3 separate regions of the Mus musculus genome follow, and all the other regions are linked to region 3. The links are chromatin contacts, called in public ChIA-PET and HiChIP or PLAC-seq maps. All regions are on one chromosome and are shown on one strand. The core of a region is the stretch at or near the end of the contact, and the rest is flanking DNA. Distances in the headings are between cores, read along the strand shown.

What was found. ChIA-PET counts read pairs in DNA pulled down with a chosen protein or histone mark. HiChIP or PLAC-seq counts read pairs in DNA pulled down with a chosen protein or histone mark.
Region 1: an RNA polymerase II ChIA-PET map of memory CD8 T cells shows a contact between it and region 3, with 15 read pairs. The contact joins the promoter of Nucb1 here to the promoter of Aldh16a1 in region 3. A contact is called at or near these places in 4 of 39 promoter capture datasets (cranial neural crest, frontonasal cranial neural crest, liver and 1 more), 1 of 115 datasets of contacts at active chromatin or transcription factors (memory CD8 T cells) and 3 of 9 other capture datasets (adipose tissue, liver and macrophages).
Region 2: an HNF4G HiChIP or PLAC-seq map of pancreatic cancer cells shows a contact between it and region 3. The contact joins the promoter of Fut2 here to the promoter of Aldh16a1 in region 3. A contact is called at or near these places in 5 of 39 promoter capture datasets (cranial neural crest, hippocampal neurons, liver and 2 more) and 4 of 115 datasets of contacts at active chromatin or transcription factors (acute myeloid leukemia, embryonic stem cells, microglia and 1 more).

What each region holds. Positions count from the first base shown.
Region 1 is chr7:45,509,031-45,511,730 of GRCm38.p6, forward strand. It overlaps Nucb1 (nucleobindin 1), which reads right to left and starts at 1,378. Exons shown (of 13, transcript NM_001163662.1): 1 at 1,293-1,378; 2 at 676-817. The coding sequence starts at 807. It also overlaps a transcript of Tulp2 not described here.
Region 2 is chr7:45,664,977-45,667,676 of GRCm38.p6, forward strand. It overlaps Fut2 (fucosyltransferase 2), which reads right to left and starts at 1,418. Exons shown (of 3, transcript NM_001271993.1): 1 at 1,222-1,418. Gm39008 (a long non-coding RNA gene) reads left to right here. Exons shown (of 5, transcript XR_882068.2): 3 at 1-1,440.
Region 3 is chr7:45,153,046-45,155,983 of GRCm38.p6, forward strand. Aldh16a1 (aldehyde dehydrogenase 16 family, member A1) reads right to left here and starts at 1,491. Exons shown (of 17, transcript NM_145954.2): 1 at 1,347-1,491. The coding sequence starts at 1,436. It overlaps Pih1d1 (PIH1 domain containing 1), which reads left to right and starts at 1,258. Exons shown (of 10, transcript NM_029406.4): 1 at 1,258-1,495.

The DNA.
Region 1 (2,700 bases), core at 128-2,627, 360 kb after region 3:
AAACTTACAACTTGTCTGCTCTATTATTTTCCTCTGATACAATGGTTTTCAGGCTTCAAGATTTCACAGAGTTGAGTACTAACGCCTGGCAGGAGGCCTCGCTACACAGGAGCTGGGAACAACCTGTCTCAGGAGGTAACAACAGCTTGTATTGCTAGGGAGAGCTACAGGAAGAACCAGGCCATAAATCAGGGACCTGGAGTTTGAAAGTTTGGACTCTCTGGGAGCAAAGATTTCACAGAGCTCAATAATACTGGCATGAGTAAACCAGCAGTTCCCGTGTCCTTTTCCCACTTAAACTACACTGCTCGTGAGCTCCGTGAAGCAAGAATGCCCTGCTAGGTGGTAGCATCCAGCTGCTGACGGTGCTACTGGGAAATGTGGTTTTCAGGTTTTCTTCATTCCTTGTTAAAGAGGGTCTTAACGATCAGAGGGGAAAGTTTAGATGAGGGTGTGACACAGGTTTTCATTTGGGATCTGTCTTGATTTCCACATCTCAAAGGTCACTGCCCCCAGGTCTGCTTGCAAGTCTCACACACTCACTATGGCAAAGGAAGGCGGGTAAACGACACGCCTCAGCGTATCAAACAGGGGATCCCTTGGAGTTTTCTCCAGGGCCCTGGGGATGGCAAGCACCACTGCAAAGACGCCAGCGACCAGGGCAGGGCTACTCACCGGGGTCTCAGTGGCCTGGCTGTCCTCCTGAGGAGGTGCTGCGCGGTCCACGGGCACTGCCAGCACAGCAGACAGCATCAGTAGAGGTGGTAGGAGAAGAAAAGGGGCCCCGCGGGGCACCGAGGTAGGCATCGTGGCTGGTCTGTGAGGAGAGATGGAGAATGAGGTTTTTTTCTTGTTTTGCTACGGTTTTCTGAGCTGTGTATTAAGTAGCCTAAGTTGGCCTTGAATTCCTGACCCTCCTGACTCTCCCTTCCAAGCGCTGGAATTACAGGCGTGTAGTACTATCCCTGGCTAAGGATGTCCCAACCCCGTATCCGGTTGGGGAAGCGAGTGTGCACGCCACCCGATTTGCAAAAATGAAGACTCCAAGCGTTTAGTCACCTGGAACCCAGGATGCCAGGCCTCTAACAACCCCGGACGCCAGGCCTCCAGCCTCCCTTTCCTGGAGCGCAATCCGCAGACCCTCATTCCGGCTCCCTGAGTAGGGGAATCCTCCCCCGAACCGTGATTCCAGGCCCCTAACCTCCCCTTCTGCCGGGACCGCCGAGGCCTGACACTGGACAAGTATCACGCGCTCCAGCCCCTCTTGCCCACGGCTTCTGAACCCCCCTCACCTCTCCAGTGCTGAGGGCGTTTTTTAAGGCCAGCAACCTCCGCCAGGTTTCTGGCGATTTCTCTCCTAAGTCACGCCCACTTTTCCACCCGCAGAGAGCCCGCCCCCAGAATACTGATTGGTCCACGCTGACTCTGAGCTTCCGCCCGCGTTAACGGCCCCGCCCCTTTCCGATGAGGTTTCCTTATCTTTGAAAATCTTTCCGGTTTTCTTGGACGCTCACAGTCTTCAACGCAACATTTCCTGCGTCCGTTTTCAAGTAAAACTCAAAGCCCTGCATGCCCAGGGATTGGGGGAGGGGGTGAGACAGGACAACTTTTGCGGACATCTTGCCGCGGTGTCTCTTGGGAGTTGTAGTTTTCTCGTTTAATTTCGCTCCACAAGTTCCTGCAAGTGTTAGGAAACTACATAGCATATGATCATTATTTTTTAAACAGAGTCTCACTGCATATCCCTAGATGGAGCTCTGTGTAAACCAGGATGGCCTAGAGGTCACAGAGATCCTTGTGCTGAGAATAAAAGTAGGTAATACACACAAATGAAAGTGAAGAAGCTGCGAATACCTGATTCTGTCTCCTAGTTTTCCACTTGCAATCATATACTTAGGTACCTTTAAAAAAAAAAATCTTTGAAGGTAACTTTTTTGTTTGTTTGTTTTTCTTTTTTTTAAGTTAAAAAAAAAAAGATTTATTTATATGTGAGTACACTGTCTTCAGACACACCAGAAGAGGGCAACTAATCCCATTACAAATGGTTGTGAGCCATCATGTGGTTGCTGGGAATTGAACTCAGGTCCTCTGGAGGAGCAGTCACAGCTCTTAACCGCTGAGCCATCTCATCAGTCCTGAGGGTAATTTAAAAAAAAAAAAAAAAGATTTATTTGCTTATTTTACATATACAAGTACACTATAGCTGTCTTCAGACACATCAGAAGAGAGCATCAGATCCCATTACAGGCAGTCGTGGCCACTATGTGGTTGCTGGAAATTGAACTCAGGACTGCTAGTAGAGCAATGAGTGCTCTTAACCACTGAGCCATCTCACCAGCCCCTACTTTGGTATCTTTTGACTCCATGGAAAAGATATCTGTCTTAGTCACGCAGCCTCTTTGTGATTTCAGAAAACACTTCCCAGAAGATGTCACCTCAATGGTGCTGGTCTCTTCTTAATCACAGATAACTTTTTAGCTCCAGCTAACAAGCATCAATAGTCCCAGTAATGCAAAGTTTTCGCTTTAGTAGTTCTGGTATCTTGTTAATCACAGCTGATTCTTCAGCCCCAGCTAACCAGAACCACAGAAGCTTCACAATCAAAATAGCAGTGGCCCTGATAAGAGTCTTTAATTTTCCCTCTGAAATTTCACAAGCCAGGCCTCCATCTTCTGCACTATTCTCAACATTATCTTCCAA
Region 2 (2,700 bases), core at 168-2,667, 510 kb after region 3:
GGACAGCAGACTGCCGCTAAGGAAGGGAGCCAGATTCACATCACTTGTGATCCAAAGGCTAGGTAGGCACTTGGGTGAGTTTGGGAAGACCAAGGACTGTGGGAGGACTGGAAGCTGAAGCCATGGAGGACTGTAGAGCAGCAGTTTGGCTCCAGTCCAAGGCTGAGGAGGCAATGGGAGGAGCTTAGACTCTCTCTTTGATCTCTGTGGTCAGGAAGATCAATTACCATGTGCCTAGCCTCAGTTTACCTTCTGTTGGAGGGGTGCGGTATGCTGGAAAGAGGTCCCAGCTTTGAAGGAAGAATCCTTCTCCAGTTCCCTAGAAGCAGAGAGAGAAGCTCTCTCGATGTAGTCCAGGCTGATACCTAACTTAGCAATGCTCCTGCCTCAGCGTCTTGAATACTAGTATGACAAGCATAAGCCGCTGCACTCACCTCTTTCTAGCCTGTGTCCTCAGAACTGCCTTTTCCACCCAGAGCGCCCTGCCCCCAGCATCCCCTCCACATCAGCTCAGAGACAGGAGCCAGGTACATGGCTGGCTCCACCCCATCAGTGCCATTCCTGTGACTGGCACCGCTTTCTTCCTGTTCTGTCCCTGTGCCAAGGAACACTGGCATTAGGAGTCTCAGGGCAGTTTATCAGAGTAGCTGCCACATTGAAATCTCCAACAGAGGATCGGGATCCTCCCCCCCCCCTGCCCCCCATGACAGCTGCAGGTTTCTGAGGGCCCCCTAGGCTGATATGGAAGCCAAGGATACGGGAACAGGAAAATCCGGTTACATCCAGCCCAATTCTGCCTTTCATCTACTCTTGTTACTGGAATCAGTAGCAGGGAGAGAGCTGAGGATCTGAGAGGTGAAGCGGAGATTGGGGTTAAGAGGTCAACCAGCAGGGCAGGATGGTAGTCGGTGTGCAGGGAGTAGGGCTATGGGGGTGCTGGGCGAACACAGGGCTGGTGAGCCGGGAGCTTGGGAGACCCAGGGACTGGAAAAACTAAGGTCTGGGATCCCGGGATCTGGAGGACTCAGGACCTGAAGGAACTAGCTGGGGACTTGAGGCTGGGACTCCAGAGTCTGGGAGAACCAGGGTCTCTTCTCAGCAATGGCATCTCCTTCCAGAGAGCCCTGGGGTGGGGTCAGAGACCAATGCATCCAGTTCCTGGATCCCTAGGGCTCGTCAGGATTCAGGGGACCTGCCCCCAACCTCCTCACCTGTACTCACCTCTTCTGGCTGTGGTAACAGGGAAATGACCTAGGAATGGACGAACCGCAGCGTGGCTCTGCGGACTGGACGGCAGTGTGTATCTTCCAGCTTGGCTCTTCGTTCAGGACCAAGGAAACTTCCTGAGTTTAACCACAGCCCTGGATAGAAACTCCACCCAGGGTGTACCTGCTGACATCCTAGAACCAGAGAGGCTGGACCCGGAGGAGGCAGTCAAAGGTTAGCTTCCTCTCAGGTGCCTGCTGGGATGATAGCCAGGAGGGGCAGTTTGAAGAAATTGACACAGTCCAGCCCTGCCTTCTCCTGCAGATTCCCAAGAGCCTCAACCTCTGTCAACAACAACAACAACAACACTTTTTTGGATTTTTATGCATGCGTGCACGTGTGTGTGTGTGTGTGTGTGTGTGTGTGTGGCTGTCTACCCTGTTAGCAGGTGCTTTTCAACTTAAAAAAGGAAAAAAGAGCACACGTGTGGAGTCCTGAGGACTACTCTACTTTTGGATGTCCTCATATTCCGACCTGGTCGGAGTCTCCTCTGTGGCTGCCATGTTGTGTATCTCAAGCTGGGTGACTTGAGGGCTTTTGTTGCATGGCGCTCCTCTCTCTGTCCCCCCTCACTGCAGGAGAGCTAGTATTACAGCATCACGACTTCAGGTTTGGGAGGTAGGTGCTTTCATCTGCGAAGCCATCTTACTGACTCTCTTCTTCACCTTCTTTTGTGCATGTGCGGGGAATTGAACTCGGGTCCTCAGGCCCACACAGCACACATTCCAACTCTTCGGTTCTTTGGTTCTGAAGCTTTTCTTTCTTTCTTTTTTTTTTTTTTTAAAGAAATATTTTATTTTTATTTATGTGTGTAGCCTCTGTGGGCTGAGTCATTCCCTCACCCCTGGGCTTTCCTTGGTCTGGGTATTGAACTCTGGTCCACATGCTTGCTCAGCACAGCTTCACCAAATGAGTGAACTTGAGAGCCAACAGTATACAAAGATTCTTTTTTCCCCTTCCCTTTTGGTATGTAGGAAATTGAGTACAGGCCTCATGAACCATACACTCACCCCCTATGGCTGACTCTCTTTAGCTCTGAGACAGGGTCTCACTATGTAGCCCTGGTTTGCCTGGAACTTATGTAACCCTGGATGGCCTTGAAATCAAAGATCTACCTGTTTCTGCCTCTCAAGTACTAAGATGAATATAGTGTGCATCCCTAATACTATGCACGCTTAATAGATCTATGTGCACAGGAGAAAGCCAAGTACAGAGAGGGAAAGTAACTCCCTTGAAGTCACACAGCCATCTGAAGCCAGGCAAGCTGAGGCTTGGCCAAGGCCACACAAAAAACAGTTCTTGTCACTTCTGTTCACGTTCTGTTATTGTTTGTTTTGTGTGTTTGCTTGTTTGTTTTGAGACAGGGTCTCTCTAGAGCCCTGCCTGTGCCAGAACTCATTATGTATGTAGGCCAGACTGATCTCAAACTCCCAG
Region 3 (2,938 bases), core at 241-2,740:
ATTTATTTATTATTTATTATATGTAAGTACACTGTAGCTGTCTTCAGACACTCCAGAAGAGGGCATCATATCTCGTTATAGGATGGTTGTGAGCCACCATGTGGTTGCTGGGATTTGAACTCTGGACCTTTGGAAGAGCAGTCGGGTGCTCTTACCTACTGAGCCATCTCACCAGCCCTTAAAAAGATATTATAATTGTTTTGCAACCCTACCTTTGTTTCAAAAGGTTGTTATGGCTACCATTTTAGGAACACCTTGCAATAATGTCTTTACTACAGAAGGTTATTATAATGTGTATGTTCTGCTCCTGTAACCTCAACTATTTTGGTGGCCAAATCCCCCTATCCACAAACTATATATAAAAACCTTGTCTTTCTCACATCCAGGACTGACTTCTAGAACCAAAGCTTATTGGGGAGGCAGCTTGTGTCCTCAAAAAAAAGCTAGCTTAATTAATTACTTGCTTAAATTACTTTGGCCGTGATGATTTCGGGTCAGTGATCTTTCTCCTTGTATCTTTGGGATCAACACTCTAAACTTTATAGAGTGTTTTATGCTGTCCCTCCAAAGCTGGAGTCCTTTTGTAGTGTGGTGACTCCTCTTAAGAGTCTAAAGACTCTACAACCTCCTAATACCTGCTTGGATGCTGGAAGAATTTCTGGGACCCTGGGCATTCTGATTGGTCCTTGGTTTTAAAGAAAATCCCAGGAACCCTACCACATTCCGATGAGGCTGCAAGAGGGTTCTGGAGCCTTGGGCCAGGAGGCTCTAAAGGAATAATATAAATGAAGTACGAAAACAGGAAAATCTCCCAAAGAAATCCACTAAACTTGGGAGGGGGAGAGGGAGAATGAGAATAGGATGGGCTAGGAGGGTCAAGAGAACTCAGATGACGTTCGAAGGGGCAGGAGATCACAGAGCACCGTAAGGATATTGAAACAAGGGGAGCAGTCATAGCAAGTTTTGGACGAACTTGGGGTTCTAAACGAACTTGAGGTTCTAAACGTTCCCGCGAGCCTCCAAAGTGCCGGGGGCCACAAGGAACCACGATCTAGCAAGGTGAAGACTCAGGAGGACCGCGAGAGGTATGGGGATTTAGTGACCACCCGTTCCTGAAGGGTCCTGGGGAAACACTACGGCGGCGTTCGGGACCGTAAACGAAAACCGCGAGGACAACCATCGCCGCCCACCGCCAGCCGCCCAGCCCAGGCTTCCGCACTGTAGGGGAAATCACGCGCTCAGAGGGGCGGGGCTTCCGAGAAGGCCGCAGTGGATGACGGGAGCCCGCGCGCCCCAAGCGGCCGAGAGGACTCGGAGGCAGCAGCGGCCGCGGGGCAAGCCCTCACCAGTGCGCATGCGTGGCTCTCCGGCACCGGTCCGTACTCCAGCGTCGTGAAAATCTCCCGGGTACTGGGCTGTACACGCGTAGCCGCCATCGCTCTCCCGGAGCCTTCCGCGAGGGATTGCTGGACGGTCTACCTAGAGGAACTTGGAGGTCCGAAGGGCGGCACCGCCCACTCCAATCAAAGGGGCGGGGCCAACCGTAGGGCCCGGAAGCGAGCTATATAGGACGTGACCCGCCTACTTTAGAGCCGCGCGATGCGGCCTATGGGCGGATGCTGGGAAATGTAGTTTCGGGGAGAACAGACATGGTTGGGTGGGTGGGTGGGGTCCCGCACTGGCAGAAGGCCTTCGGCTATTGTCACTTTGACTCTTTAGAAAAAATAGATTTTCGTTGTTTTGTTTTATTTTGTTTTTCAGACAGAGTCTCACTGTGAGCTCTGGAGGCCCTGGATCTAACTATGTAGACCCGGCTGGCTTCAACTCACAGACCCACCTATCTCCGCCTCCCGAGTGCTGGTATTAGAGGCGTGTGCCAGCACACTTGGCTAAAAAAATATTTATCTTTCTTTGTATGTACTCTGTGTAGCCCTGGCTCTCCTGGAACTCACTTTGTAGACCAGGCTGGCCTCGAACTCAGAAATCCGCCTGCCTCTGCTTCCGGAGTGCTGGGATTAAAGGCGTGCGCCACCACGCCCAGCCCTGAGGTATGTCTTTGCACTATGTGTCTGCAGTGCCTGTGGAGCCCAGAAGAGGGCGATGCAGCCGCTGGGCTGGAGAGAGCCTCATGACAGTTGTGGCTGTTTGGAGCTTAACCCCAGACATCTCCAAAAATAACATGTGTTCTTAATTGCTGAGCCTTCTCTCCACCCCAAATGCTTTTCTTTCTTTAAAAGAAGCAAACAAAGATTATTGTTATGTGCATGAGTATTTTGCCTGCTTGTCTGTGCATCATGTACATGCAGTTCCCCAGGAGGCCAGAAGAGGAGGCGACAGATCCCCCTAGAACTGGAGTTACAGGGCTTTGTTAGTCGCAATCTGGGTGTTGGGAATCGAACTCTCCTCTTCTGGAAGAGCAGTCAGCACTCTGCCGTTTAACTATCTCTCCAGCCTCCTCTGCCTCTATAACTTCTTTATAAGCAAAAACATTAATTATGTTCAAAAAAGGGCGATTAATAGCATTGAGACTGGGTGTGTGTTGAGTGGGATCAGACCCAGAGCCTAACTCATGATAGACAAGAGCAGGAGATACTAAAGTTCTCAGAGTGGCAATCCTTTCTGTACTGTAACCTCTGAGGTTTGGGAAGGGCAGATATGTAGGTTTTATTGATTCAGGAAGTGTGTCATTTCGCAGGCCTCCTCAGTCCTTACTTTTGATTGGTTGGCTAGGAGGGCGTGGCTTCAGCTCTTTCATACAAGTGGTCCCTGTAGGTGCCTGCTTTGGATGAAGGGCGCTGAGGTGGGCTTAACGGTGGCTACTTCAGTTCCTTAGTTATACAGACGCCGGAAGTGTGGCTTTCATTTATGCATTGGCCAAACAGGACCTATCAAGATACCCAGCCGACTTGAGAACGGAGCCTTCATCGTAATGGAACTG